6 separate regions of the Mus musculus genome follow, and regions 1, 2, 4, 5 and 6 are each linked to region 3. Evidence: chromatin contacts called from public ChIA-PET, Hi-C and promoter capture Hi-C data. All regions are on one chromosome and are shown on one strand. Each heading gives the region's core, a stretch centred on a gene start, on an enhancer-like site or on the middle of the called end of the contact. The rest is flanking DNA. Distances are from core to core; before and after follow the strand shown.

Evidence for each region. Promoter capture Hi-C pulls out the DNA fragments that hold promoters and counts their contacts. A called contact is a pair of places that touch in the nucleus more often than the background predicts. ChIA-PET counts read pairs in DNA pulled down with a chosen protein or histone mark.
Region 1: a Hi-C map of embryonic stem cells shows a contact between it and region 3, with 2.0 times the contacts expected there. The contact joins the enhancer-like site here to the promoter of Sec24c in region 3. A contact is called at or near these places in 14 of 39 promoter capture datasets (the C10 cell line, HPC-7-derived erythroid cells, the SN4741 cell line and 9 more), 3 of 484 Hi-C or Micro-C datasets (the Ba/F3 cell line and embryonic stem cells), 4 of 115 datasets of contacts at active chromatin or transcription factors (embryonic stem cells, large pre-B cells and stem cell-derived neural progenitor cells) and 2 of 9 other capture datasets (adipose tissue and liver).
Region 2: an RNA polymerase II ChIA-PET map of memory CD8 T cells shows a contact between it and region 3, with 236 read pairs. The contact joins the promoter of Ap3m1 here to the promoter of Sec24c in region 3. A contact is called at or near these places in 9 of 39 promoter capture datasets (the C10 cell line, cranial neural crest, frontonasal cranial neural crest and 5 more), 3 of 484 Hi-C or Micro-C datasets (B cells, embryonic stem cells and regulatory T cells), 4 of 115 datasets of contacts at active chromatin or transcription factors (extraembryonic endoderm stem cells, memory CD8 T cells, pancreatic cancer cells and 1 more) and 3 of 9 other capture datasets (adipose tissue, liver and pancreatic islet).
Region 4: a contact with region 3 is called in a promoter capture Hi-C map of pre-B cells, with 5 times the contacts expected there. The contact joins the promoter of Kcnk5 here to the promoter of Sec24c in region 3. A contact is called at or near these places in 3 of 39 promoter capture datasets (liver, pre-B cells and stem cell-derived epiblast-like cells), 1 of 484 Hi-C or Micro-C datasets (pre-B cells), 2 of 115 datasets of contacts at active chromatin or transcription factors (memory CD8 T cells and pancreatic cancer cells) and 1 of 9 other capture datasets (liver).
Region 5: an RNA polymerase II ChIA-PET map of memory CD8 T cells shows a contact between it and region 3, with 190 read pairs. The contact joins the enhancer-like site here to the promoter of Sec24c in region 3. A contact is called at or near these places in 11 of 39 promoter capture datasets (the 3T3-L1 cell line, the C10 cell line, the HPC-7 cell line and 9 more), 2 of 484 Hi-C or Micro-C datasets (B cells and the G1E-ER4 cell line), 3 of 115 datasets of contacts at active chromatin or transcription factors (extraembryonic endoderm stem cells, memory CD8 T cells and pro-B cells) and 2 of 9 other capture datasets (adipose tissue and liver).
Region 6: an RNA polymerase II ChIA-PET map of memory CD8 T cells shows a contact between it and region 3, with 54 read pairs. The contact joins the enhancer-like site here to the promoter of Sec24c in region 3. A contact is called at or near these places in 4 of 39 promoter capture datasets (the C10 cell line, the HPC-7 cell line, cranial neural crest and 1 more), 2 of 115 datasets of contacts at active chromatin or transcription factors (extraembryonic endoderm stem cells and memory CD8 T cells) and 1 of 9 other capture datasets (adipose tissue).

Annotation. Positions count from the first base shown.
Region 1 is chr14:20,327,356-20,330,055 of GRCm38.p6, reverse strand. It overlaps Ecd (ecdysoneless cell cycle regulator), which reads left to right. Exons shown (of 14, transcript NM_027475.3): 9 at 17-102; 10 at 1,067-1,173; 11 at 1,267-1,453. Among named protein-coding and RNA genes, the nearest start is that of Ecd, 19 kb to the left of the region's middle. Within about 2 kb of position 1,340, at least 18 of the 459 cell types and tissues checked have an H3K27ac peak or open chromatin away from gene starts, as enhancers often do. A contact at or near this core is called in embryonic stem cells and stem cell-derived epiblast-like cells, where this site is marked.
Region 2 is chr14:21,051,045-21,053,744 of GRCm38.p6, reverse strand. It overlaps Ap3m1 (adaptor-related protein complex 3, mu 1 subunit), which reads left to right and starts at 1,303. Exons shown (of 9, transcript NM_018829.4): 1 at 1,303-1,605. Adk (adenosine kinase) reads right to left here and starts at 1,171. Exons shown (of 11, transcript NM_134079.4): 1 at 1,045-1,171. The coding sequence starts at 1,106.
Region 3 is chr14:20,672,998-20,675,697 of GRCm38.p6, reverse strand. It overlaps Sec24c (Sec24 related gene family, member C (S. cerevisiae)), which reads right to left and starts at 1,377. Exons shown (of 23, transcript NM_172596.2): 1 at 1,310-1,377.
Region 4 is chr14:20,180,337-20,183,036 of GRCm38.p6, reverse strand. Kcnk5 (potassium channel, subfamily K, member 5) reads left to right here and starts at 1,255. Exons shown (of 5, transcript NM_021542.4): 1 at 1,255-1,770. The coding sequence starts at 1,585.
Region 5 is chr14:21,030,984-21,033,683 of GRCm38.p6, reverse strand. It overlaps Vcl (vinculin), which reads right to left. Exons shown (of 21, transcript NM_009502.5): 21 at 8-2,097. The coding sequence ends at 1,951. It also overlaps a transcript of Ap3m1 not described here. Among named protein-coding and RNA genes, the nearest start is that of Ap3m1, 20 kb to the left of the region's middle. Within about 2 kb of position 1,298, at least 204 of the 459 cell types and tissues checked have an H3K27ac peak or open chromatin away from gene starts, as enhancers often do. A contact at or near this core is called in B cells, the HPC-7 cell line, adipose tissue and 4 more, where this site is marked.
Region 6 is chr14:21,078,264-21,080,963 of GRCm38.p6, reverse strand. The region is part of intron 1 of Adk (adenosine kinase); the gene reads right to left. Among named protein-coding and RNA genes, the nearest start is that of Adk, 27 kb to the right of the region's middle. Within about 2 kb of position 1,308, at least 4 of the 459 cell types and tissues checked have an H3K27ac peak or open chromatin away from gene starts, as enhancers often do.

The sequences.
Region 1 (2,700 bases), core at 91-2,590, 350 kb after region 3:
GTATTGTGTTTTCAAGGGACTGATGGACGGCTCTGCGCAGTACCAGGAGAGACTAGAAATGGCAAAGAACTATTTCCAGCTCTCTATACACCGGCCAGAAAGGTGAGTTATAGCCAGGACCCAGCACAGAGTAGGACAGGTTGGTGGCTGGGTAGTTCTTTTTAAATAATATATTTTAAAAACCTATTTATTGGGCTGGCGAGATGGCTCAGCTGTTAAGAGCACTGACTGCTCTTCCAGAGGTCCTGAGTTCAATTCCCAGCAGTCACATGGTGGCTCATAGCCATCTGTAATGGGATCTGATGCCCTCTTCTGGTGTGTCTGAAGAGAACAACAGTGTACTTACATACATTAAATAAATAAATATTTATCATAAACAACTATTTATCATGATTGTATGTACGTGTAATGGGTGAATGAATGCAGACAAGAGCATGCCATAGTGTGTGTGTGTGTGTGTGTGTGTGTGTGTGTGTGTGTGAATCTTTGAACGTTGTCCTCAGTGGTTTCTGGAGATCAGACTCAGGTCATCAGGATTCCAGGGGCATCTTGCCTGCCTTCAGTAAGACGTTTGCTGTTGTTATGAAAATAACTAGATACTCTAGTACAAATAGACAGTGATCTGAGAAGAAAAATATTTATACCAAAGATGAACACTATTATTTTGATTTCTTTCTTTCTTTCTGGAGATTAAGGGTATTTTTATTCTTGTACTGATAATTTTACTTATGCATTTTTCTATGAGTACTTTTTTTTCTTTTTCTAGCCTGCTGTATTTCTGAGACTGGTTTGGAAGTCCTGATCCTCCTGCCTCTGCCTTTCAAGTGCTGCAGTGACAGCATACACTATCACGTCCCCCTGTGATTGTCCATTTATTATGATTTTTTTCTTGTTCAGTAATGCTTGCAGCACACGGGGTAGTGACAATTTACTCATGGGATTTCTTTTCAAAGTGCGAAGCTGTTAATGAGTTTGCCTCATTAGATGGCTGAGATGGTTCCGCCGATGTGGACAGTGAGTCATGGCACCATCGTAAGAAATGCTCACGTCTTCCATTTTTTTATAGTTCACTTGCTATGAGCCCAGGCGAAGAGATCCTAACCGTGTTACAGACACAGCCATTTGACGTCGCCGAGCTCAAGACAGAAGAAGCTGACCTTCCTCCGGAGGACGGTGAGGGAGGGCAGGAGCGTAGCAGGAGGTGGGAACTGAGCCGCCTTCCCCAGGGCCTCTCCTGAGACACAGCATGCATGCTTTCTTTCTCAGATGACCAGTGGTTAGACCTCTCACCAGACCAGTTAGACCAGCTACTGCAAGATGCTGCGGGCAGAAAAGAATCCCAGCCCGGTCCCCAGAAGGAGGAGCTGCAGAACTATGATGTAGCGCAGGTCTCAGACAGCATGAAGGCCTTCATCTCCAAAGTGTCTAGCCACAAGGGGGCAGAGCTGCCCAGGTGAGCGCACGGCGGCAGAGCTGCCCAATTAGTTGTTCCAGAGGTTGAAGTCATTGTCCGTGTGAAGTATTGTGTCCACCTCAGCTTTCTTCCATCTTGTTTCAATATTCCTTATTCCTTATCTGAGGTGAGAGAGGTTTCAAGTAGCCTTTGTAATTTCTGAAGCAAGGCAGAAAACTCAAAGGATTTAAAAGCCAGCACCAGACCTTGTTTGTTAGTTACTTTGGTTTGTTTGTTTGTTTGGTTGGTTTTGTTTTAGATAGGTCTCTCTATACTCTATATAGCCCTGGCTGTCTTGGAACTCACTATATAGACCAGGCTAGCCTTGAAATTGTAAGTATCAACGTGCCTCTGCCTCTACAGTACTTGTATTAAAGTTGTGGGCTCCCATGCCAAACGACTCCTCCTCCTCCTCCTTCTCCTCCTCCTCTTCTTCTTCTACCGCTTCTCCGTTTCTATTGATTACTCTCCGTGCTCCACTTCTGTAGACTCTAATTCAGAATCTGTAGACTCATGGCATGTAGCTCTCAATAAACTCAAGCCTCTGATCTCCTACCATACAAGCATATTGGAGTCTTGAAACTCAGAGAGAGGGGTTTAAGGAGCCCATCAGAGGAGGGAGGAGTCCCGGAGCTTGTTTGTGTCGAGTCACTGGGGACAGGGTAGGCAGATCGCTATGGGAACAGCAGGTCTCTGTTCTTTTCTCTTTGGTGGTAATGGCACTGACCTGGAGGCTCTGCACACTAACAAGTCCATCCTGGTGAGCTCCTCCCCAGCCCAGTGAGCCTTGCTCAGTGTGGGTGGTCCTGGACAATGTTTGTTGTTAAGAAAGAAAGAATAGGGGGCTGGAGAGATGGCTCAGCGGTTAAGAGCACTGACTGCTCTTCCAGAGGTCCTGAGTTCAATTCCCAGCAACCACATGGTGACTCACAACCATCCATAATGAGATCTGGTGCCCTCTTCTGGTGTGTCTGGAGACAGCTACAGGGTACACATATATAAAAAAAAAAGTGTTGTGTTAATGATCTCAGATAACTCGTCCCTCTCACTGTGTATCTCGTAGGGGCCACCAGATGCATAGCTTAGGTGTATGTAAAAGGTACATTTTTACTTTTCTGTCACCAGGTTTTTGTATTTCTATTGTCACTCAAGGTTAATGAGCACAAGGAATTTTTCCTATTTATTTAAACTAAAATTTGTCTTTTCTTGGATATTTCTGGTACTTTCTATAAGCATAGCACCATCTT
Region 2 (2,700 bases), core at 54-2,553, 380 kb before region 3:
GCCATCTCACTGACCCAGATAATCTAAAATTTAAAATAAAACATCCTCAGTTTTTTGGTTGTTTTTTTTTTAATGTTTTACGTTTGTGGTATTAGACATGCACAATAACCTTCTAAGAATAATAGGCACTAAATAAACCCACTAAAAGGGACCTGCTCAGACCCATTCCACCAAGAACATGATTTGGGACCCCCCAACTTTCCTTTTCAGTTGTGAATCAATTCTCCTTTTGAACATGGAAAAAATATGTTGAAATAAATGGAATTTGCCTTGTATAATCAGTAACAGGCCCACGGTTTTAAATCAGTTTGATGCGTCTATTTTTAGGTAGCAAAATCACTGCCTTCCAATGAGCACTTCAAAGTCATCAGACACTGAGCGCGCTGGACTTTATACTTATTAGGAAGAAATTTTTTTTAAAAAAACGAACGGCTTTTTGTAAATGAAAGTTGCAACATCAATTGTGCGTCAGGTGTTGGGAGAGAGAGCTCTCCGCTCCTGCCAAATATGCAAAGGGGAAAAAAAGAAAAACAAACAAAAACTTTCCTAACCTAAGCCTGAGGTTGCTTGGGGGTCCCATGAAGGGGGTCTCCAAAGATGATTTCAGAAAGCTGACGGAAAACTCAAAACGCTCTTCTGCAACGCCTTCTGAAGAATTCCAAGAATGTTATCTTTTACCAGGGTCCAGGAGGCGCCGGGCGCCTTCCCGCTAAATACCCTAGGAAAGGATGCAGCTCCAGATAGGTCCTTTGGGGTCGCGCTAGCGCGGCCCGCGAAGACAAGCACGTGGCGCCAGAGGAAGGCTCGGCCCCCGGGCCAGCAGCTCTGATTGGTCAGTGGCTGCCAGGGCCGAGAATGCACCTGAGCAGAGTCCAGAACAAGAGGGCACTGAGGGGAACAGCAGCTACGCGGGCAACTCCCCGAGCTGCAGGTCCAGCGCGTTGGCCCCACGAACGCAGCCACCAACCAGCTGCGCCAGCCCACGTGGGCCTTGGCTCACTGCGAGTGCCATCTCCCTCCTCCCCCACGTAGGGCAGCTCTCACCTCAGCGCTTGTGGCGCTTCCACCTTGAGCTTTTTGGGCTTGGGCTCGTCCGCAGCTGCCATCTTCACACTCTCACCGTAGTTTGGCTCTGCCGCGCGTCCCGCCCCTCAGTCCGGTGGCCCCGCCCCTCAGCTCGTCACCGCCCCCTTTCCACTAAGCCCCGCCTCTCCAAGCTCCGCCCAATCCGTGACTCTAGTCCATAACCATTGGCTCTACGCGCTTCCCTACAGGACCTCGATTACTACGGTAAGGGACCCCAAACGGAGTTAGGCTGCGGGTGAGCGCCTGCGCTCAGGGAGTGCCAACCTCCCCGTTCCTTCAGCCCCTGAGTAATGTGGAAGAGTCAGATCTTCAACCTCTGTAGACACCGAGCCTCTCACTGAACGCCGTTCCGCTCGTTGTGTCTATCTAGTCCAGCCGACCTCCTTGGTGCCTCTGCGGCTGCTAGTCAGGCAATCTGCTGGGCACTCCGAGCGCGGGGTCCTCGCGGCATTCTCTGCTGCTTCAGCTGCGGTGCAGAGAGGACCCGGCACCGAATCACTGAGTCGCCCAGGTGTCGGGGTGAGTGTGAGGGCGGGGAGTCTCCGGGCTGGAGACCTCTCCAAAGCCGGGGAGTAGACCGCATAGCTCCGGCTCGGGACTCTAGCCTGGGCTCCAGGAGCGTCCCCGCTGCTGTGCACCGGGGCCGCGCCTGCCCGGCACGTCCGGGCTTTCTAGCCAGCTGGGCCGGAAGGGAGCGGTGCACCTGCCACGTAGGGTTCTCGGACCCTGGACCCCAGGCACGGGAAATGTCATCTATAGTGAGGTGCAGTACCGACGACTTGAATTTGTAGGACCCCAGGTTTGGCCTTGGAGGGCAAGTCCCCTGAAGAAGCTAAGAACGCTCTCTTTATAGGGTGGCGCCTGCGTGAGCTGGCCTGGGATGGGGAAACAGTGAGTAGGGTGTTGCAGCTTCTCAGGAGACAGGTGACAGGGCTGTAAACTAAGAAGGTGGCCTGGAGAATGGAAACATAATGAGGGGTGGGCTGATTGGATGCAGTGGATTTGTTTGATATTGAAGCTTTAACTTCCTAGTTGAGAAGTTGAGTCACTGTAAAAATCCGGCGTTCTCGCGGGGAAAGAATTTTTTTTTTTTTTTTTTGGTGGCATTTGGGATTTTGACTTGAAAACACATTACACAGAAGAAAAGGAATTTTCTGCAGGCAAATATATAAATCCTTCCTCTGTATTGAAAGAAGAAAACGTGCCCCCCTTTTGAGAGAGTCCCACTGCTATTATCGTCTGTTTCTCAGTGTCTTCCTGGTTTTTAAACATTTTTTTTTTACATTTATTTGTTTGTTGTATGTGTGTTGCATGCCACAATATACATGTAGAATTCAGAGACCAACTTCTGGGCCACAATTCTCTCCTTCCACCATGAGGGTCTTAGTGCTCAAACTCAGGTCCTTAGGCTTGCTAGCAGACACCTTTTTTGATGAGCCATCTCAGTCTCCTTATCTTTGTTTTACCTACTTGCTGCTTTTAGCTAAGAACCACACTGCTATGCCGTTGCCAACATCCTACTGAGTTATCACTAAAATTACTTTAACCAACATCACCCATCACATCAAATATGACAATCATATATTCTCGGTATAGATTTAAAAAAAAAAGTCT
Region 3 (2,700 bases), core at 128-2,627:
GACTTAATGGAACAGAACAGCAGCAGCCATTCTCCAGTGGTATGACTTTCAGTGTCCAGGCAGTCACACAGAGTCCTCTGCCTGATAACTACCATGATGTTACAGGTAAATAAAGCAATGTTTCCACTTTCCATTCATTGTATCTACCACCAAGTCATCCATTCATCCCCCAAAACAGAATAACTTCAAATGTACTAGGTTTTGTTCAAACACACACACACACACACACACACACACACACACACACACACAAAGAAAAACTGTAAAGTAGCTATTTGGGAGAAACAGTATTCTTTGTCTGACCTACAATAATCCAAATGTTACTCTGACCCCAGTCTTTCCATGAACAGAATGTATTAACCTCACAAATGAAACATTTAAGATAAAAAAAAAGTAGCAATATTCCATGGCAAAGGTCATTCATCTCATGTCTCAAGCAGAGGACTATGGGTATTCTACATCCAAGAGCATGCCTGTAATTGTTTCTGTTCTAAGGTTTGTTTGATAGGTCGCTATCAAACTATTGCAATCTTGCCCAGGAACAGAAGGATGAGTTGGAGGTCCTTTTCAGGGGTCATTCCAACAAGGGGACTGGAGATCTAAACATCCTTCTAGTTATTATACAGGCAGAAGAGGCCCAGGAAGAGTGAGACCTCCTTTCAGGTGCTGCAGTAGAACAATAGGTTTCTCTTTGCTAGGAGAGCCCAGAAGCTAAACCGCTGCCGGACTGAAAACTCTGTAAAGTCAAAGCCATTTTAGAACAGTCCTTCCAAACGCTAAACGTTGCACATGCCACCAACATCAAGCCTGGGAAACGTCCCTCTCCCTTTAATTTCCTGAAGGAGGCTGAGGGACCGAATAAGCTCAGAGTCAAACTCCAATCTTGACTCCATTCTAGGGGGATAGCCGAGGGTGACAACCGAAAGGGGCGGGGCAAGCTTCCTAGAACTCTGAAAGTACCCGAGATGCGGAGGCTTGAGCGCTCCAGAGATCGAGATCCGGAAGCCAAGCCAGCCTCTAGGGCCACGAAGAGGGCCGGTTCACTAAGCAGTAAAGACCAATCCTCTAATGCCCTTCAACATGCTGGGAGGGCGAAGCGAGCCGGAACCTGGGCCAGGAGGTGAAGGGAGGGGTCCGGGGACCTAAGACCGATCGCCGGCCACAGATGCGAGAGGTGAGGGTCTCTTTCTAGGCCCCGCCTCCAGGCTCCTCCCTTTCCTCTAAAACCGGACAGCGATCAGGCCAAAAATACCCTGGCCTCTCCTCAGCATTCCTCCCCACCACGCAACCTCGCGATGCCACTCCTCACCCGGCTCCAGATCCAGGTTCGACTTCGTTCCTAACGTCAAGGCTCCCAGGCTCAACTTCCGGTTCCGAGGGGGGGGGGGCTGGCGTGCCGTCCCCGGAAGTTCCGCCCCATGCTCTAGGGCTAGGCCACTCCTTCTGCCACGTCGGCCTTAGGCACGCTTCCGGAAACCCGGATGTTGCGCATGCGTATGTGGTGTATCCCGTCATGGACGCAGTCTGTAAAGTATTGCTGAGTTTCATGCTTTTTTTTTTTTTTTTTTTTTTCTTTCCTTTCCAGATTTTTCCACATTTTCCAGACTTTTTTTATGGCTTTACCAGCTGAGAGGGTATTGAGAAAACTAGGTCAGATTATTTTTAGTAACGCTCCCTTCGTCGTGTGTTGACTTTAAGGACAGCTAGTCTTGTATCCACTTCCTGTTAACCTTTCACCCCGTTGATTTGCGTCCCTACGGTAGAGCTCACCCTGACCTTTGAGCCACACGTGGTAGTGGTAGGGTGGGTTCTAACCCTCGACTTTGGGCCGATTAGTTCAATGTTTGGACAACTTCTGCCCCGGTTTACTTCTTTAATGAAAAGAATTCGTGTCGAACAGTGAATTGGGATGAATTTAGAGACGTTTCCTAAGATTGTTCAGTATAATGTTTATTCAATAAAGATTAGTTACCATTTTATGCCTTGCCCTTTTTTTAATAGAGGTAACTCTACCAGAATATAAAGACCTCCCTGCTCTCTGTTAAAAGAGCTACAATTCTTTCAGTAATCATAAGACTCTTCAGAGAACAATGTTAACTAATAAATGATTATTGCTCTTTTATCCTCTAATCAGTTTTTTGAGACTGGATCTCAATTTATAGGCAGACTATCCTGAAACTGGATATATAACCCATGATCACCGTGAACTCCCACTTTTTATGCTTCCAACCTCTCCGTTGCATGCATTGGAATTCTTTCTGTGCTGTTATGCTTTAAGCACTTCTTTGGGCCAACTTAGGTTCATGAATAGAGTAGGCAAACTGTTTTGTGGGGTTTTTTCCTACGTAATGGTAGTTACACAGTAATGCATGCTTAGAGAAAAATGGGCATTTAAGTTTGCATGTCAGTTACTAACCAGTCAGTTGTTTCTGTCTAGCTTGTTTTAAAATGTCTTATGTATGGGTGTTTTGCCTGAATGTGTATCTGTGCACTTTGTGACTACAGTACCTGCAGAGGCCAGAAGAGGGCACTGGATCCCCTGGAACTGGAGTTAACAAATCTTGTAAGATACATGGATGCTGGAAATCAAACCCAAGTCACCTGGAAAAGCAGCCAGTGTTCTTTGTCACCAGCCCTGTTTCTATCCACTTTTAAAATACTGTCCGTGGATCCTAGTATCAGTATCAGCTGAGACTTGTT
Region 4 (2,700 bases), core at 6-2,505, 490 kb after region 3:
CGAGGTCCAGGATAACCAGAGCTACACAGGGAGACCCTATCTAAATGATTGACTGATCAGCAGTGTGGAGCCATCCTTAGCTCTGCAGATGCAGCAAGATTTCAAGAGCCACAGACAACCTTCTTGCAACTCTCGGCCTGTGACGATTAATCACCCACAGAAGGAAAAGGCCCTGGGGAGGGGGTAGTGCCAGGGACTCTGGCCTCTGTTGCATCTGCTGCCACAGAGGTCAGGGGCAGGCTGTGGCTCTGGCACACAAGTCAGCACCCCTGACTTGAGACAGTGGAGGCTGCCCAAATGGCTCTGCCTAGCTTCCATTTCTTTCCTGGAAAGTAGATCTAACGACAAACCCCCGATTACGATACAAAAACATGTCGTCTGCCCAGGGTTTATAAATGCTCAGAGAAGCAAGCAGAGTGAGGAGTAACTCAGACGAGTTTTGACAGATGTATTCACATCTTCTGCCTATTATCAAGTATTTGTTTATTTTTGAGAGAAGGTTTTACTGTGTAGCCTGGCTGGCCTAGAACTCCCTATGTAGACAAAGTTGGTATACCTCTCTAGTTGGGACTAAATGTGCACACTACCACCACACCTGGTCTGAGTGTTTATCGCTATTAACAGGCCTGTGGATAAATGCATCACCGAGTGGAAAGCATTTCTAGTCTCTCCAGTAGATATTCCAGCTGGGGTGGGTAAGGGGGAAGTGGTGTTGTAATTTTAAGCAGGCTTGGGAGTAAGGAAGAGGTCCTTGTAATGTGGGTGTGGCTGTCTGTCGCCTCTCTCAGAAGTGTCGCGAACACAGATGACCTGGGATGGGTTCTTCACCCATTTGTGGTTGGGATTAATTCCCAGTAATCCTAATTCAGATCCAATCTCCTTACTCGGGTCAGATAAGTAAGTGTGTGAGCCCCAGGAATAATTGGGGAAACATCTGGATGTGATAGTAACACTGGCAATGTATTTCTGACCTCAGCAGTAAGGTGCATGACCGTTTTAGCGAATTATATCGATTTCTAATACGCAACTGGAGTCCCGCAGACCGCAAATCCCGCGACTGTGTGGCTCCTGGAAGTCTGGTGGGGCCATGAAGCCTTGGCCTGGAGCTTGGAGAACCCGGTGTTTGGTGTAATGACTTCAGGCGCGCTGGGCGGGGCCAGGGGCGGGTTCCGAATGGACTCCACCCCTTTCAGGGTCTGGCGCGAGCGGGCGGGCTGAGAGCTGCTTAAAGAGCCCTGCGGAGGCGCGCTGGGCGTACTGTCGCGCGCGCAGAGGCGGCACACGTGTCTGCTGGTGTGGGTCCTGAGTTTCACCCTACCCTTCAGGATCGAGAGATTGGGGTGGCCCCAACCCCCTTTTGATGTGCGCTCACCCTGGCCTGTGAGAACGTGATCCACGCAGTTCCCCGCGTTCAGGGAGCCAACTTGGCCAAGCAACTGTCCCGGGAGCGGCGCGCGGGGGTACCGGGCACTGCGCATGCGGAGCTCCAAATTCAAACAGCTGTGTCCAGGGCTGCAGGACGAGTGAACCCGGAGCTGCTGGAATTAGGGGACTCTTTCTCCAGGAGGTGGCCATTCCAGAGTCATGGTGGACCGGGGTCCTTTACTCACCTCGGCCATCATATTCTACCTGGCCATCGGGGCAGCGATCTTCGAAGTGCTGGAGGAGCCACACTGGAAGGAGGCCAAGAAAAACTACTATACACAGAAACTGCATCTACTCAAGGAGTTTCCGTGCCTGAGTCAGGAGGGACTGGACAAGATCCTACAGGTGAGCCGTCGGTCGCCAGAATCCTCCACATGCATCTGAAGCTGTTGGGACTATAGCGGTATTGAAGGGGATACTCCCTCCTACAGTTTAAGACGACCCCCCACCCCCCAGTCCCAACCAGAAGTCCCTGGGTGGCGGGAGAAAATGCCTCATCAGGTGTCAGGTCGCAAAGATCTGTGTCTTTCGTCTAGGGACAGGGAGATTCCCCCACGCGCGCAGACTTGGTCAGTACCTAGTAAGTTCCGAGAGAACTTGGGGTTGACTCCAGGATGAACTGGGCCCCGCGGTGGCTTAGTGTGGGTGTGCGGGTGCCTCCCTCTTTGGAGGGAGGCTGTGGGGCGGATAAAGGAGTTTATCTTTCCTTGGAGACGCTCCCGGAGTCCGGGAGCAGAGCCGGGTGCCACCCCTCGCGTCACCACCTCCCGCTCCAGGGCCGTTGCCGCGCCCGCTCGACCTTTCTAAACTTGAATACAGCAGAGGGCCCCCAGACCTGGTGTGAGCAAAAACACACCCGCCAGTTGCTGCACTTTGAGTGGGGCAGGGAGCTCGGACATATCCTAAGTGCCTCGGAGGAAGGTCTGTGGCTGGAATGTTCGGGACGGTCCCAGGCTTCCATGAAGTCTTAGCAAGCTGAGCCATCCCTCAAGGACTCGGAATTAAGCTTTGTCAAAACAGCAGGTTGCACAAACGAACACCCAAATTCAGGTAGTGCCCTTTTAGGGAGCGAGGATAGTGTGGGTGAGGGGATGTTTCCCTGATGTTAGCTTGTGGAGTCACTTATCTGAGAATGCACACACCCAGTAGACCATTGACCTCACCATGGTAAACTTGGCTGACCATCTCAACTGGAACCTTGAGCCAACTTAGGGTCAGAGGTTCTTCTCTGTTTCTTGAGGGCTCAGCCCCAAGCATCCATCCATCCTGTTCCTG
Region 5 (2,700 bases), core at 49-2,548, 360 kb before region 3:
TAGAGCATTATTCATATAAATGTACTTTATTGTTTTAAACAGAACAAAAGAAGAGGCAGAAACATTTACATATAAGTCCTAGCTTATAAACATAGTTTTTAGTGGTGGCATCTCTAACACGTCATTCAGGGACTGTTTCCTTTTGCCTCCTTGTACTGTAAGCACTGACACTAGAAAGCACATCTGGTGGACATGTGTCTCCAGAACTGAAGGAACTTGGAGAATAAACATGATTCTTCTTAGTTCCTCTAAGAAATCTTTAGTAAGACAAAAAATGATCTTTGGCATAGATTCATACTTTAAAGGCATTGATATGCATTTATATCAGGTAAGCAACTATACAGATCTGCTGAGAGCTTTGAAAAGAATCTTTTATCAGCAAAAAGAAATAGGGGGAGCCTGAGTATTCAGGGTCAACTTAAGATTTACAAGTTCAGTGTTGGGATTGGACATACTAGATGTGGGAAGAACATCCAGGAAGAAGGCCTCACTCCTGTATTCGTCTGGTTCCTGATTTCTGAAAGAAGCATTTGTATACTGGGAAATGCTTATACAGCCAGGATAAATGCAAAAAAAAAGGAAAGTCACTTTTACACTAACTTTGCCCAATAGGAAACATGCCTTTCTGATAAATAGATACCATACTCATTATTCTTGAATACTTCGTATTTATGGAAGGATGAAAAATGCTTGGTTGTAGTTGATTAAAAGCAACTGGGAACTATAATAGTTCCTACTGATTTTTCCCTAGAAGCACCAGAAGTATAATCTGCAAATGCTAGTCTCCCAGACAAGATTGCCTTTCCATTCAAGTCTCTTAAGGAGCAAGCCCTAATTCTTAAGTCTCAATTTTGAATGAACCTTTCAAAGTTACAAGCAAAGTCAAGTGTGGTGGTAGGAGCTAACAGGCTGACACAGGTAGATCACTTGAATCCATAAGTTCAAGACTAGCCTGGACAACATAAAGAGACCCAGTCTCAAAATTTAAAAAAAAGAAAAAAGTGGGGGATGGAGGGATTACAGACAAACACATACCTATGTATCTTTAAAGTCTTGTTTAAAGAAGCATACAGAAGAAGACTGCCAAAGCCTAGGATGATTTGGTTAAAAGTAAATGCAGCACTTCAGCTCAGAAATTAAAGAAAATAAGGGCGAAGAATGAATGCCAAGGCCTCAGCACAGACATCTACTGGCAGTGACAAAGCATAGAAAATCTGGGAGTGGCCCCACTGGGAGGATGGGCAGGATAACACCCCAGTGACTCTGTTCCTCTAGTGACAGAGCACCAGTGTGTTTACAGGATGGTTACCTTGGCAACCAAACAAGGCAGGATGTGAGACAGGAAGTTTCCATAACACATACTAGTTAGTGGCATGGTAAAAACAGAAATAATGATTTCCTCACAACAGTGAAAGTTGGTTTCCCATTGTGAGGAACTAGGGTTACACTGGGAGAAAGCAGGAAATGAATCCAGGCCGCACAAGCTAGAACTCTCCAGAGACCACTTTTTCCTGCAGCAATGATGCACAGCCCAGAGAAGGTAGGCAGGGTCAGCAGCAGGGGGGGAAACCCAAAATAACTTTGGAAGCACAGTTATTTAGACTTGCCTCAGCTCTAGGTCTTGAGAGCCTATAGTGGGGAAAGGGAGTTGGTGAACCGTAAACACAGAAATGACCCCCGGGGCAGAGCAGGGCTTCCGGCTAGTGTTCACGCTTATTCTGAGCTGCTGTAAAATCCATGGGAGAGAGTGCGCATAGTAACTGAAAGTACAGGGTTTATAGAGAGACACATTTCAAAGTGCCCATGACAAGAGTATAAATGTTCCTTTCTGGTGTGTGAAGCCAGGGATTGATGTTTCCATTCCTGACAACTCTGAATGGCTTCTGGAACTCAAGATGGTTCTCTTCTCTTTAGCAGAGGTGTATGTACCAGCCAGATTTGACGAGGTGCCTACTGGTACCAGGGAGTCTTTCTGACCCAGCGCAGAGTAAAGCCAGCATCTGTTCGGATTTTGATTGAAGCAGCTTCAGCCTCTCGCACAGTCTCCTTCACAGACTGCATGAGGTTCTGGGCATTATGAACCAGCATCTCTGTGGCCTGCAATAGGAGAGCCCTGTTACTATAGCCCCTAACGCAGCACTCGCTGCCAGGAGTGGGCTGCAGTTAAGCCCTATACCCGATCCCCCTGCTCCACCAGTAGTTTAACTACATAAACAGCAATGTTTATACAATTTGGCTTGTATATCAATGACTGCACTGTGTCTTTGTATGGCTGACAGCATGCACTGGTTTTGAAAGGTGGTGTTCTTTTAGGACTCCTGCTATGTCCTCTACCTGTAACACTTTTCTTCCAAGTATGCCAGACTCCCCCTCCAGTGTCCAAGCATTCTTTACTTGAAGATATTTTTCTTCATAAAATCCATCATAAATTTATGCTATATATTATACCTAGATTGCTTGGGGGTGGGAGTTTTTTTCTTAGTTGGCATTTGCTTTTGGTGTTTGGGGGAGGGGGTAGTTTAGTTTAATTTATCTGTCTGTATTCTTTAAGCTCCATAGGGCAGAGATTTTTGTTAGTTTTTTCACTGCTCTCCACTATTTAGTACAGGATGCATTTCAAAAGCAATGAATGAAAATAATCAAGCTAATCGACCCTTAAAAATGGTACATTATTTTTCAAAACACCAAACTAGAAGATGG
Region 6 (2,700 bases), core at 59-2,558, 410 kb before region 3:
AATAGGCTCTCTCCTTTTTAAATTTTCACAAAGTACCAATAATAGGGGAGGCATTATTATTTATTATTATCTTTGTTGAGCAAACTAGTAAAGAATTCCTAGGGGGAAAAAAAATCAGCAAGATTACATAACCTCCCAAAAATCAGACAGCAAATAAATGATTCTAAACTTCATATAATGTGCTTTTTTGTTCAATATAACACACTGAGACACTCAGGACTCTTTTAATATAAAAATGTTTGGTCAAAGAGAAGCATCCAGATATAGACAAAATAGGGGTACAGTCATTATCTATGGCTTTATTTCAAATAACATTTCAACAACTAAAACTCCTATGACAATATGATTACATGAGGTGACCAGATAATTCACGATCCAAATGGATAAATAAAAAACCTAACAGTAATCATGTCAAGCTAACAGGCACCATTCAGCACCTGCTCTGGGCAAACTGGGGTACGTGGTCGCCTGGTTTATAAGACAGCTTTATTTATGTTTTATTGCAGCAATTTTTAAAAGCAACAACCAGAAGTAAAGAAAGCCATGGATGCTAGACAAATGAGCAGGAAAGAGTTAACCTCTGGCCAGTCACCATCATTTGGTTCCAGTTTTATCTTTGACAGTTCTGCTTAATGTAGCAATTCACTGACTGAAATGATTTGGAGTTAGAAAACCTTGTGTGTTTTCTCAAACAAAGATGACCTATTTATAAATACGAGCATTAACAGCTGAAACACTGCACATAGGAAAAAGGTCCTATTTCAGTTTTCTAAGACAGTTCATAGATCAAATAGTTTCAGTGTATCTTCAAATCTTATTTAGCTCACCAAGAAATCTCACAACATAAAAATTTATATAGCAATCTGAATTTTTAAATTCTTAAAAAGAAAGAAAGAGGAAGAGAAGAGAAGAGAAGAGAAGAGAAGAGAAGAGAAGAGAAGAGAAGAGCAGAGCAGAGCTCAGCTCCCAGGTCCTAAAATGAGTTTGAAAATTCTGCTTAAATGCTGCAAAGAACCCAGCTCAACAAAATTCCATCTTAGCCCTACTTTTGTCTCCATATAATGTTTTCCATCTGAGTAGTTTGGAGGATTCTATTGGATGTACCTCAAAAGTCCTGAGCCTTAAAAAGAAAAATACCCCAGGACCTCACCCACAGCCCACATAAACTTTCCAGTGTGGGCTTAACCCACACTAGCAGTTCCAGCATGATGATGATGGAGGACACAGACAGACTCAAGAGTCCCAAAATAGTCTCAGCCAAACCTGGCCATACAGACTGCACAGCAAATACCCTCACTACTCCCAACGGGGTTCCCAGTGGTCCCTGGCACAACTTGGGAGTTGTAAACAACCCCAAAGCAGACTGCACACAGGGTTATGAAGACAAGGCAATGTTTAACAGAGAAACTTTTAAAGTGTTACTCAGTAAAAAAGTACACAAAGTAGTAGTGAATGACCTACATTGTCTCAGACTCTACTCCTGGCAAACTAGAATGTATCGCTTCCATTCCGGAAAACAATTTCCACACAGAGAAAGAAAAAAAATTCCAATATTTTCTAGATCTCCTACATTTAAGGCTTTACCTTTCCTATTGGAACAATTTAGACTGACAAAAGAATTAGTTTATCAACTATGTTCTAACATGGCCCAAATGAAGACCTGATATACATAACAAGGGATAAAAGTTCTCCAAGGATAACCAATTTTGTAAGCCAAAAATTTAGCTTCTTAATCACTAAAAATTAGTAGAATAAAATACAAATTATGATAGTCAGAATACCTCTAGCCAAATCATTCAAGACCTTAAGCTTAAAAGGATAGTCTAATTAAAATAATTAGAAATTAAGAGTTGACTGCTACCCTAAAAATGACATAACTAGGCTGTTTGTTTCGAGACAGGGTTTCTCTGTGTAGCCCTGGCTGTCCTGAAACTCACTTTGTAGACCAGGCTGGCCTCAAACTCAGAAATCCGCCTGCCTCTGCCTCCCAAGCACTGGGATTAAAGGCGTGGGTCTTACTTAGCTAGGCTTAAATAAGGTATCTCAAAATCTAGGATCTGGTTCAAGATTTGTAACAATTTAAGTGAACTTAAACAAATTATACTATTTCTGATTTTCAGTGTCTTCAACTGCAAAATGAGGCAATTACATAGGTAAGTGTGTTTCCTGTTTATAAAGTGAAGCTTTACACATATCTTTTCAATTGACATCATTTCCTAGGTGGGGAAAGGCTTTTAAGATTAAAAAAAAATATTCCACTCATAAACTGTCTTGAAAGTTAAAAGCATTGTACAGATAGTGGGACACACCTATCATCTCAGCACTCAAGAGATCAAAGCAAAAGGATACCAATTGAGGACAGCCAGAGAGGGCTACTGTAGCAAGTTCTAAGTTAGCCCAGGAAAACAGTGAGACCCTGTCTCAAAATGTCAAATTCAAAACAAAGTTTTAAAGTACAATTACCCTGTAGTACTGTAGGATGGAGGTTGGTATCACAGTAGTGAGAGATTTCATTAAACAATGCCCATGGTAAAAATAAAAAAAGAATTAGAAAAGAGCCTCAATTAGATTGTAGGTATGTCTGGTTTCTAATCCTATATTCTTTGATAGCCATTGCAAAGTCACACGCTGCTATATTTAGCAACAATTATTTTAAGTGTGGGGTAAAGGCAAGAACACAGGACATGAGGTCAGATTTTG